Linked DNA regions of Rattus norvegicus: region 2 is linked to region 1. A link is a contact called in public Hi-C data. All regions are on one chromosome and are shown on one strand. Each heading gives the region's core, a stretch centred on a gene start, on an enhancer-like site or on the middle of the called end of the contact. The rest is flanking DNA. Distances are from core to core; before and after follow the strand shown.

Evidence for each region. Hi-C and Micro-C count contacts between places; a contact is called where the count stands out from the background.
Region 2: a Hi-C map of kidney shows a contact between it and region 1, with 2.4 times the contacts expected there. The contact joins the enhancer-like site here to the promoter of Scn4b in region 1. A contact is called at or near these places in 2 of 12 Hi-C or Micro-C datasets (Schwann cells and kidney).

The regions. Positions count from the first base shown.
Region 1 is chr8:54,341,570-54,347,896 of GRCr8, forward strand. It overlaps Scn4b (sodium voltage-gated channel beta subunit 4), which reads left to right and starts at 2,304. Exons shown (of 5, transcript NM_001008880.2): 1 at 2,304-2,364. The coding sequence starts at 2,304.
Region 2 is chr8:54,601,300-54,607,626 of GRCr8, forward strand. It overlaps Fxyd6 (FXYD domain-containing ion transport regulator 6), which reads left to right. Exons shown (of 8, transcript NM_022005.3): 8 at 181-1,416. Among named protein-coding and RNA genes, the nearest start is that of Fxyd2, 8.0 kb to the right of the region's middle. Within about 2 kb of position 3,697, at least 2 of the 93 cell types and tissues checked have an H3K27ac peak or open chromatin away from gene starts, as enhancers often do. A contact at or near this core is called in kidney, where this site is marked.

The DNA of each region.
Region 1 (6,327 bases), core at 1,054-3,553:
TTCTAGTCCCCCTCCCTCCTTGTTTTCCGGGCAGGGGTCACTTTCTTTCCCTTTGGCTCACCTCCTCTCACCTCAGCCTAGTGCTCAGAGAAACATGACCCTGCTGTAAAAATAACACAGGCAGTGTGGATGCCTGGCCTTGCTTGCATAGTGGAAGGCCCTCCCAAAGGTCAAACCTCTCCTGGATGTGGCTTCGCCTCCAGGGCCCCAGGCTTCTTTGAACCCAGATGTGTTGTGTGTTCAGCCTGTGTGCCCAGCTCTGTCAAGTGTGTTAACATATGTTTATCTCTTTGAGTCTTTACATCCAGTTCTAGTTCTAATGTTGGAGAGGCCTGGGGGCAAGATACAAGTGCAAAGGGCACACGAGTCTCAAAGTAGGTTATAAATCGGGCTAATCAGGTAGGCATGGTGGACAGCACCTTTCATCCCAGCACTTGGGAAGAAGAGGCCTGTAGATCTCTGAGTTCCAGGCCAGCCCGGCCTACAGGGCCACACAGAAAAATCCTGTCTCAGAACAGCAGCAGCAACAGCAGCAGCAGCAGCAACAGCAGCAGCAGCAGCAGCAGCAGCAGCAGCAGCAGCAGCAGCAGCAGCAGCAGCAGCAATTCAGGATCATTAAATAAAGTTTTGTCTCCCATCTTCTGCCTTTGACTGCTTTTTCTTGATGGCCTAGAAGATCAGGTCCAAATGGGATTTTTTTTCAGACTTTTCCCAGTCATCTTGCCTCTGAGGCTGGTCCTGCAGCAACAGGGGTTCCTCTCAGGAGCCACCCACCCACTCATCAAACTTATCCACACAATGCCACTTCTTAGGCCCGTGGCACACTCGTTTCAGAGGAAAGACTGGAGAGGAGCCCAACTCAGCAATCCCGAAGGGAAACTAGGTTCTTGGGTCTCCAGAACCGTTTAGAGCTCACTCAGAGGAGGTGCGTTCCGTGTTGTGGTCCCCCTGGACTCAATGGGCTAGCATGAGGTCCTCTAAAAGTAGGAGCCCAGGGCTATCCCCCTGTTGCCTAGGGTTGAGGAAGATGCTATTTAGCATGACCTCAGGAGGTTAAGTATCATAGGGTCACCATCCAGCAGACATCAGAAACTTCTCCAGAAAGTTGTGTGCTTAGTTAGAGTTCTCCAGCAGCAAACACAGGGCATCAGAGCAGTTCAACTACCATGACAACCAACAGAAAACAAGGTTCTCCCCGCAGACAGTTAACATTCTGTATACAACCTCAAGGGTCTCCAATGAAGCCTACCAGGGACTCCAGGTTAGAAGATGGGTAGTGGGGGTGGCGAAGTGGAGGGTGTATTTTCAAGGTTTAACTGCTCTCCAGATAGCGAGGAGGATTTGTCCTGGAAGGTAGCTTGGGTAGTTGACTAATGGTCTTGAGGGAGACGTCCCTGGTGTTTAGGGTTGCCTCCCCACCCCCGCTGCTCCACGCTGTGGGGAAAGCACGCTGTCTCCAACTGTCTGTTCTTCAACTCTCTAACATGCAAAGAGTCTGTGCATAAATGGGTTGGTGGGCGGCGTGCAGGAGCACTTTGCAAGAGAAACTCGGTTTGCCAGGGCCTAAAAGCCATCCGCAGAGCGAATGAGCAGCGCGGCGGGAGGCAACGGGTGTGGGTTCAGGGCTGTACCGGTCGTCCGCAGCAGGCAAGCCGGCACACGCCCACCGGCTGCGGCAGCGCTCGCTGCGGATGTCCTCCCGGCGGTCCCCGGAGAGGCAGCCGCTGCCCTTCCTTACTCGTGTTCTCTGAGCCGAACAAAACAGCCTTCCAACAAACCTAAAAGCTCCACCTCTACTCCCCCGTGAACTCTTCTCCTAATTGGCAGCTCGGCTTGGGATGATGCGGGCGGCTGCGGGCTGGCCCTGCAGTGCCAAGCCGCAGCATCCCCGTTCGACTGGAGAGGGAGAGGGCTGCCCAGGCTGGACCCTACGGTCCTGATCCCCGGCGCGACGGGCACTGTGCGAAACCTGCGGGGACGCCGCCCCTCCAGCGGCTGGAGCGCTTCCAGAGCAGAGGCGCATCGCAGTGCCGCTCGCCCAGGCGTCCTCCCTTCAGCTCCGGCTCCTCCTCCTCCCCTCCAGCCCGGGCTCCTGCAGCTGGCTCCAAGAGGCAGGCGGGCGCGCCTCCCCCTCTCTTTCCTCCCCCTCGTCTCGCTCTCTAGCCGCTAACTTTCCGGAGCCCCGACCCGCGGCGCGGAGCTCCCCTGGCAGCTGCGGGGCCCACAGCCGACCTCGGGCTGAGAGCCGGGCTGTGCACACTGTCCTATCCAAGCCCCCGGAGCGCTCCGGAGAGAACAGGACCATGTCCCGGGCTGGGAACCGAGGCAATACTCAGGCGAGATGGCTGGGCATTGGGCTTTTGGGTAAGATAGCCCCAGCTTTGTCTTTTTCTCTCGCCTCTTTCTTAACCCCACCCCATCCTGAAGGAGGCGAAGAGAGGTGCCTTAGACAAGGTAGCACCAAATGATTGGGATGTCGGTCTTCCTGCTGGACCCTTAGCTTTGAGACTATGCTCCCTGGGAACCCTGTGCATTCCCCCACCCCCACCCCCATCCACCCTGGCAATGAGTTTCTTGCTCCCTTTGATGCCTTTTGGAGCCAGGTGTTGGAGCTGCAGCGGGGGAATCCTCCGAGAGAGACCCGAGTTAAGGCATGCTGGGGTGTGTGTGTGTGTGTGTGTGTGTGTGTGTGTGTGTGTGTGTGTGTGTGTGTGTCTACTGCCTTGAGTGTGGGGGTTCCAGGGAGTTTGCAGGTGTAGTGGTGTCTGCTACTCTTGCCTAGAGCTGTTAACTTGCTTCCCTGGTAGCAAGGAATGCACCAATGAGGGATGAGGGTCTCTCTCCGCACACTTTGCCAGGCTCTCCCACCTTCTTTCTTCCCTGGTGTCCCTCCCGCTCTTTCAAATGCTACAAGGGCTTAGAAGGACCTAGAGGACCATTCAAAAGCCACCTTTTCAGAAGGTCCTTGTGCCTCTTCCTGTAAAAGGTTTCTTTGGGGGAAGACCTCTTTGACCTGATATTGACTCTTCATTTTGGGGACGGCTGGGAAGGGAGAGAGAGGAGTCAGGCCCAGAGGACACAGAGGCTATAGATTCTGTCTATGGCTGTCTATTAATATTCACATGATGGTTTTGAGTGTCAAACTCCAAGAGATTAGGCAATGGTATTTATTAGTCCAGACCGGAATGCAATCTTCCACACAGCCTGACTTCCAACGTAAGCTGACTCCATCTCTGGCACCTGTACCTCTTCCTGTTTATGTAAGTCAGGTCTGGTGTTTGACAGCATAACCCACCCAGCCCCCACTGGGTCAGGCACAGGGTGGAGGTATTTGTTCTGGAACCAAGGGACATTGGACTCTTAAGGGAAGCCACTGCCGCTCTTACACTTGGAAATCATGTGCAGATCTGTCCTATGGGTACCTGTCAGGAGTTGGGGGACAGTATTCTCTTTGGTCCCGAGCTCTGCTTTACTCATCTCTCCTTGAGGCCAGCTATCAGACACTGACGTTTTGTCCCATACCATATAGATGTTGTACAGGTTTCATGGTGACTCTTGAAAGCTCAAGGCTCTACTTTGTGGAATGGGTACAGTGCCATTCTACTGGAGTTCACACTTGGATCATCCCAGGGTTCTGCTGTGGCCACGGGAGGGGTGAGGGGGTCTCAGAAGCACCGAAACTCCAGTCATCAAGCCAGCCGCTGCACGTCATGGGTTGCCTTATCCCCGTGCTTGCTTGGCCAAGGAAGCACTAGGCCTTGCACTACTGGAATACCCATGGAACCAAGCTTCTGTGGACAACCAAGAGGGCTTTAGGTACAGGGCTTTGGGTGGGGTGCGGTGAGTGGAGAGTAGGGCAGAGCTATGGTGTGAATAGGGCGGGGTGTGAATAGGTATGAATAGGGCAGAGTATGGATAGGCTCCACAGTGAGGAGCATTCCAAAAGTCGAGGAATGTGTAGCCCAGAGAGGGATGGTAACCTGCCTAAGAGTGCATGCCAGGCTGATGGACAAGTGGGACAGAATCCAGGCCATCTGGTGAGAGGGAAGGCCAGCGGGGCTAGTGTTTAGGGCTTGGGAATGAATGAGGCCCGGGGACACGGCGTGGACGGCTATGGGTGGGTGTGAGCAGTGGTCAGAGCTTTGCTTCCTGGTTGGCGACATGGCATTCCTGAAGTCCTCTCTCTGTATCAACTCAGTTTCGTAGACTGAGACCCCAGTGGTTTTTGTTTTGTTTTGTTTTTGAAAACACAAACAACGTAGCCTCAACCCGAGAAGTGGCTTGCAAGGCCACACAGTGCTGCAACCAAGGTTTCCGTGGGTTCCAGTTTTTTCCTGGGTATGTAACTGATAGTATGTTGCTCTGCCCACCCCTTCCTTGCTCCCTGATTTGCTTAATTGCCATGATCTGTGTTTAATTATCACTTGTGAGGGTGCTGTGTTACACAACCCTCTCTCTCCTGGTGTGTATTTATTAAGGGCTTGCTTAATGAGCGCACAATTAAGGAGAGGGTGTTGAGTCCCACTCAGAGGAAGAAACCAGAAAGGCTAAACCAGGAGATCCTGGAGAAGAGGGGAGGAGGAGTAGGGGCCAGTCTGCACCTGGAAAAGATGATTAATTCTTGGACCTTCAGAAGGCAGGCTTGTGGGAATAGGCAAGGCTGGGTCTCTAAGTCCTTCTGACTGTCTACCTCCTAATGGAATCACCTTGCCCTGTGACTACTCCTTGGGGGGCTCCATGCATTTGGTGGGCAACACCACTCCCCAGTGGCTTCTAAAGAGAGGAACAGACCCACTGTTTGGACTTGTTTGTAAAGCTGGTTTCACTGATCCAGTGCTGTCCCAGAGGCATGCTTCTATCCTGGCAAAGCTCATGGGGGTGGGCAGGAAGCAGGCAGGCAGGTTGCCTAGGGTGAGGGAGCAGAAATCTTTCCTTTGCCATAGGACCCAGGAGCCTTGCCTGGCCCAGCCCTGTTTCTCCAGGCCCCAGAGGCCTCTCTCCCAGGAGGGGTCCTTCTCTCTATGCCCTCGGCCCACTTTCTTCCTCCAAGCTCTAGCTCTGAGCCATCCTTCTTCCTCCCTGGGGCCAGAGAGTCTCAGCCGAGCTTCTGCTCCACATGCCCCGCAAGTCCTTGGAGCTAAACTTAGAGCAGGCACCATTCTGCTCTCCTAGGGCCCCCTGCCCTGCCTGGGTGTGACCGATCCCTGGCTACGGGAAGATGATGGAATGTTTCCAGCCTGGGATTGACCTTGAAATGGATTGTAGTAGCTGTCAGGTTCCTGCTGGCGTGAATATTTAATAGTATAGCCATGTGCAGAATGCTGTGTGTGTGTGTGTACATGTGTGTGCAGGTATGTGTGTGGAGGCCAGAAGTTGACCCTGGTTGTTATTCCTCAGGTGAGACAAGGGGTGTCATTTGACCTGGAGCTTCCTCATGAGTAGATAAGACTGACTGACTAGTGAGTCCAAGGCGTACTCCGGTCTCTGGCTTCTCAGTTCTGGAATTACAAAGCCACACCACCATATCCATTTTTTCACAAGGCTTCTGGGAACTGAACTCAATGTTTGCTAGCAAACACTTTCCTTACCGGGTCATGTCGGAAGCCCTAAATACTCTTCAAAAGCTTTGGTACAACTTGTGAATCCTGACCTGTCTGTCTTTCTCCCTGGACAAAGTCCCAGCAGGGTGGCGGGAGCTAGGGACTTCTGATGATGGCTGCTGAGAGTGGCTAAAGGACTTAGGAAAAGTCAGGCTGTGAGGCTGGGGGTGGAACTCCACAGGACTCTGACAGAGGAGACTTCATGGATCCCACAGTGCCAGAGGGAGACCCGACTCACAGACAGACCCAACACCCATGCTGGCATTCTAAAGAGGTAACTTTTGGGCAGAGCAAGAAAGTCCTTTACTTAGGGAAATAGCCACATGGAAATAATCCAAGAAGTGGTAGAGGGTGAAGGAGTAGTAAATCAATGCGTGAGTAGCCGGGAGACAGTGCTGGCCGACACAGTAGTCTTTAAGAGAAACTAGTGGCGCCCTGGTTATATCGAATGCTGGTATGGGGACAGCCCCGTCCCCCTCACCTCTTTGAAACAATATCCTCTCCCCAGGGATGTACCCTTGCTGAAGTCCTTCATGTGTTTTATACAACCTCACGTTTTGGCTTCCCACCAAGCTTGGGAGGTGGGAGAGCATCTAGCTATCCCTGCACTGCTCTGGGGATGCGCTTGCAGGAGGTGGCACCTCTGACTTTGTCAAGGTCAGTAGGCAGACTGGGACCTGCTGAGCAGTCGGTCCCAGCTTTGGCCAACCTGCTGAAGTAGCCTTGC
Region 2 (6,327 bases), core at 2,447-4,946, 260 kb after region 1:
CCTCCCTATCTGCCTTCCCTGCCTCTCGGCCTTGTCTGTTCTTCACTGGACCTGGGGACGTCAAGGGCATGCCCTCAGTGAGATTTTCGGGCAAAGGGACTGTGCTGAAGACGGAGAGAAGACGAGGTATGGGTATCAGAAAGGATCTGGGGTTGTCACGTGAATTCTCTGCCTCCACAGCCTCCAGAAGCCAAGGCCAGCTACCCGACACTTTAGAGGCTGATGTCGAGGCTTGAGAAAGCCGGCTACTTCATACCAGACCTTTCCCCAGGAGATGCCGAGGACTCGTGTTCCCTGCGCCTCTCCCCACCCCCTACTAACCCTAGTCTTGTATTAATGATGTGACACTCACAGCCCTTCTTCTCACTGCAGCCGGGCTCTGGACCCTTTCTGTGCCGCGTCTGTGCCGTGTCTGTGTGTGTCTGCTGACTGTGGTCGTTCGTGGTCGTTTCATTGTTCCTGTGAACTGTGTGCTTCCTCTCCCATGCCACCGTCAGCACCTTGTGCCCTCCTGTGACCTCCATCTACTCTTGCTCTCTGGAGTCTCCCCGTCCCTGAGGAGCCCTTAGTCCCCTCTTTCTGGATTTAGGCTTGAGGGAGAGTTGTACTGAGGGCAGGAGTCCCCAGTGATCCCGGGGCTGAGAAAGTTCGTACCCTCTTCACTGATGTTCCTTGTGGACTCTGAGAAGAAACTTGCTCCAGATTCCACCAGTTTAGAAGGTCCGTTTGCAGTTGGAGATTCAGATTGCCTCCCTTGAGGCGTCTGCCCTCCAGGCCTCCTTTTTCTTTTAGGGTGCCCACTTAGGAGTCCCAATCCGCCCCACCCTTTACAGAACACCCAGGAATTCTTGCCTCTGAGGAATGAGCTCCTTACTTAACTTCTGAGCAATATCCCCATAGGCTTTGGAGCCCTTCTGCCTTCATCCACCTTCCCTGCTTCTGAGACTTCCATCTCTAGCCCAATTCATCTGACAGAGGACTCCTTCCTTCTCTGAAGCTGGTCTGTGGCAGGAGATAGCCCAGGGGACAGGCAGCAGGCAGGGTGCCGGTGGCTCTGTCTCTCTGCCACATGGTGTGGAATCTGGCAGACTACAGTTTCTTTCCCCTGCCTGTCAGGGGTCGGAGTGGAGAGGGCTGGAAGGGTTCAGGGGCAGCGGGAGAGAGCAACAGGGTATGCACACCCGTGGATGCAAACGCCTACGGGAGTCAAAGGTCACCAGAGTGGAAACTCACACCAGAGCCTGCCCCACCTGCCCATTGTGTTCCCTTGGAAACGAACCAAGCCACACTGTGTACTGGGACTGCTGATCTCTGTCTTGTGATCTATTATCCTCTGACAACAGAAAAGTAAATAAATAAATAAATAAATAAATAAATAAATAAATAAATAAATAAATACAGCATTGTTTCCTAGTGGCTCTGAGTGGCTTTTCTTCTGAGAGTCTGAGGGTTTGTAGGGCCCTGGGGAACTTAAAGGACAACTGAGCCTGTCCCCAGTGAGAGGGAAGAAGTCAAGACTGAAGAATGCTAGGGAGGGGACAGGCACTTTAGGCCTCTTTCTCCTCTCCCCTTCCCTCTTTCTCTCTCCTTCTTTTGCTCCTTTTTCACAGGTCCCCTGTCTTAGCTCTTCTCACAGCAGAACAAATTGGAGTAGAAAAGAGCCATTGAGGATTAGTGATGATGACAGTAATAGACAGGCACTTGAAGCCTCTCAAGGACATTCCCACAAGGTTGGTTGGTTCTTAAGTACTGTTGGCCAAACATACACAGCTTCAGGCAGATTCCTTTTGAGGGTAGCAGCCCAAGCCCTGTCTCCAGCCTTCTGTGTGTTTTGGGTGAGACACAGCTAGAGAGTGAGGAATTCCCAGAATATCTTAGGGTCTCCATAGAACCTCAGGAGCCACCATGAGGATTCTGAGTTGCTTCCAGCCACAGAACCGAACCACACAGGCCTGAGGGAGCAGGTGGACTCCATCCTCTTGTTAGCTATCCCAAGACCTGCTGGGTATATTTCCCTCCTACCTCTATACTTGGTGTGTCTTGGGCTCTGAAAAGATGGGATCTTAAGCAGGGAACAAGTGTAATATTGTCAAGCCAGGGGTAGCAGGGGTTAAAATATCCCTGGTCACATGGGGACTCATTAATGAAGCAGGTGATCTCTGTTCATGGCACACTCATGCATCAGGGAGATCATGCCTTGAAGGGGACTGAGACCCTAAGTGGCCTCAGACGCACAAAGGATTGTGGGTACGGTGCCAGCCATTACTAAAACCAAAGCATTGAACTCTAAAGAGGTCGAATGAGAAGTTCTGACCTTCCTTCACCACACCAATAAAAGGGAGCACTGCTATTTTACGATGAGTCTAGCGCACTGCCTGTGACTTTGCAAGGTGTCTAGAAGCACCCACTTAGTTTGCCTGATAACCTGACTTTATCCTGAGATAGCAGGGTGGCCTTGTTTTACAGATTCTCTGATAGCCCTCAAGACTGGCCCAGGTCACAGCAGTTGCAGGGAGTAGGGGCTAGACCCAGTCAGTGTTTCCAGGGCCATGTGTGCACCACACAGCTGGTGTCTGGGAAGAGCTGTGTCAGGGAAAGGTGGGGGACAACTCATGGCTCCTGCAATCTTGTCTGCTCTATTCCCTTTCAGGATGTGACCTAGCTAGCATGCACCCCAGCCTGTGCTCTGAGGGAGCTCCTAGGAGTGGCCAGTGGTGTGGGACCCGGACCCAGAAATGGAACACCTAAGCACCAAAACCATACAGAAAGATACCTACCACGCTGTTGCCAGATGCAGGGTGTGGGGCTTGTGGGGCCTACTTCCCACACTCACATCAACACTGCAAGGTCATGAGGGTGGGCAGTGCCAGCCACTCAGCCCCTGACACCTGATGCTCCTTTCCACTTCTGATTTGTTTAGTTTTCGTTTTTCCTCTAGGACAGGGTCTTCAGTAGCCCATACTAGCTCGAACTCAAAACAAAACAAACAAAACAGCCATACAGCCAAGGACGACGACTTTAACTTCCGGTCTTCCTGCCTCAATCTCCTGAGTTGGGTTACAGATGTGCACAACCACAGCTGGTTTTAGGGGTGCTGGTGTTTGTGTGTGCTGTGTGAGCTCTTTGCTGACTGATGTACAGGCCCAGTCCTGCGATTTACTTTACCTGATTGGACGGGAAAGGGACTGTACTCTACAGGGACAGTGAGTCGCCTGTTCTCAGTGACCTTGAGGGTTCTTCATGTTTGACCCCTCCCCCAAAACTTTGTCTCACATGAGTTTGACCCCCAGAGATGTTCAAACCCCTTTGAAAGCCACCGCTGCTCATTTTTCATGTCGCTAATCTGTCTCTGCGACCCCAAAGGCCATGGCCCTCAGCCTCTCAGGTGTTCTGTTTGCTCATTTTTTTCCCCCTTACAGGTTGTAGATTAGAAACAGCCAGGCTATTCTTGGAAGAGGAGCAGGGGTCGAGAGTAAAACCGACCATAGCAGTAGAAGCGGGAAGGGGGTGCCAGGCTGAAGCACATCCCAAGGTCAAGGGGCTCTGCCCCTGCCCCACTCTGGGAGGCAGGGCTCTGCCTTCCTAAGGATGAGGGACTGGCAGGTGAGAAGAATTCTCCAGCTCAGTCTGGTTCTCACCTTGTCCCGGGCTGCTCTATACCCCCTCCCCCGGATGCTGGGGTAGAGCTAGAAAGGTCAGGTGTGTTTGCCCAAGCCAGGGGGAGGAGCTTTGAAAATACCTGTCTTCAGGCCATAAAGAGGAGGGAATGGCCACCTATTGCCATTTGTGTGATTCATTGCTGTCACCCCTAAGCTCCTGGCTGGCAGAATCAACCAGTTCAAGCCAACCACCTGTTGATTTTCTGGAGCCGGGCCCCAGCTCCATGGCCTTGAACAACAAGAGGTCTCCTGCCAAGAGGTGATGCTGTCTCTAATGTCCTGAAGGATACTGGGCAGAATGAGTGGACCTTTCTGAAGCAGCCCCTGCCTCGGAGCCTGGACCCTTCTTCTGTCCAACTGCATGACTTCAGCTCCTACCTCTCTGTCACTTTTCTTCCTGCACTGTAAAGTCCTTCAGGTCATTAGGCCTCCAGCTACCTGTGTGACTCTGGGAAAGCCACCAAAGCTAGAGTATCCTCTCCTAGACACGATACTGTACAGTGTATAGCCTGTGTCGTACACTATATACTGCATACTATTACTTCCCTGATTTATAGTGATGTAATAGACACAAAAAACACATTGACGTTTCTACAGAAAGACATCACATCACCGGTACTAGCATCCCTGGCTATTCAAGGGCTGCCTCCTCGTTGATTGCAAGGGTCCCTACCCCTTAGACCTGGACTCTAGTCCTGACTCATACACATATCACCCACAGTCCCCACTCTGTGAAGTAGTAGTACAAAAGCCTGCCTGCCCGTGATGTCAGGAAAAGAAAAGCAGATCCTCGGAACTCTCCACACCATGAAATCGGTGGAATCCCTGCCAGGTGGGGACAGCTGGACCCAGCCTCAGCAACTGACAGTACAGTGAGTGGATGTGGTGATCTGTGTATGCCTACGGGTCAGGCCACATGAAAGCCACAAAAGCCTGTCTGAGGACTCCAGAGGAAAAGGCATGGTTTGTTCCCTGAGGTTCTTCAAAGGCAGTGGCCACAAGGAGCCACTAGAAACACCTGAGCTTCAGGTCAAGGCCAGGTGTGAGTTCTGAGAAAACCAAGAAGGCATTTCTCTCCAGGGTGTTCTCTGTGTAGGAGGCTGTGCTAATGGGCTTGTCCTTGCCTTAACATGGTGACCTTGACTCTCAGCAGACATTGCCCTTTGGCAACTCCCAGGAACCCTGTGCCCCACTGCTTGGGCCATCTTGAGGCCAACATTTAAGAACTGGATCCTATGGGGCCCACCTCCTCCAAGCCCTTGCCTTATAAGACCCCAGTGACCTGGCACTTGTGGTCACAGCAGGAGACAGGAGCTGGCATTCCTCAGGGTTTGGGACCTCTAGCTGGCACAGATGGAGACTATAAGGAACAGCCACGGTCCCTGCTCAGCATCCCTGGGGACCATATCTTGGAGAACGGGCCTCAGCTTGGAGTCAGGGCTTTCTCAGGGCTTTGGGTCTCTGCACCCTTGAAGCTCCTTTGAGCTACAAATCGACATGAAGGAAATGATGCTGGGGCCTGAAGGTTGATGGTATGGATTCTGTCTGGAAACCTCACAAAGCCCTGGGCTGGCGGGGGGAGAGCCCTGTTGTGGGAAGGTTGGTGGTGAGGACTCCTACTGCAGTGCTTCCTGTGGGAATCAGGGGGATGAGGAGCAGCTGGATGTCTCAACCTGTGACTTCACTCCCCACCAATGCAATGGGGAGTGTCCACATGGCTGCCCTGAGTCATAGGACAAACCTGTCTGAAGGACTTGGGGGAATGAGGCATAGTGGCTGAGGGCCTTGTCCCCGTGGGCATGACAAGGATGAAAGGGATCCGTCTCCCCAGCTCCAAAGACTGTTCTGGTCTCTGGGTCTTAGAGATCACAGCTAGATAACCCTCTGGGCCTCCACCCTGGAGAAACCCAACCAAGAAGGAAAACTGGGGGCTCTTGGCCTGTCCCATTCTTTTAAAAAATCAGGAGGGTAGCATTTTTATGACTACTGGGCCCTGGTACTCCAGGGAAGACTCCAAGAAGCAGAATGAGCCTGGGAGACTGATTGGAAGAGCCTGCTGCTTGGTGTTTCTCCTAGGGGAGAACTTGGGGCCAGTGGTGGTAATGCCTGGTGGGGATCCAACTGGAGCACTGGGACAGAAGACAACTGTCAGGGACCCTTTAGTAGAAGTCAAGGGGGCTCCCGAGCTAAAGGGACGTGGTGAACAAATTTATCTCCTGGGGACCCAGCCCAGCTTAGGGTAGAGAGTGGTGATACCATTGTTAGAACCCTCTTTGGGCAAGCACTTCTTCTAACGACCTCCTCCCGCATCAAGAGTCTGAGGTAGGTGTTACCATGCAATTTGGATGGCAGGATAAAGAGAAGCATCCTTCTCCGGGCTCACTGGGTCAGACGGACAAGGTCAGCTTACAGAAGGATTTACACTGGTGTGGTCTGGCCTTAAGGGGCTGTGCACACAGACACGGGAGCAGATACTTCTTCAGTTGCTCTCGGGAGAGCAGTGCAGTTCCTTTTCAGGGGAGTAGGGTGTCTCAGAGAGGATTCCTTGTCCCGAGCATTAGGCTAAACCCTGCTGATGGTCTTGAGTGGCTGGGATATGGCATAGTTGTCTGAGGATGAACTTAGAGTAAGGGGAGCCAGGCAAGACCTTAGCATCATTCAGCTTTCA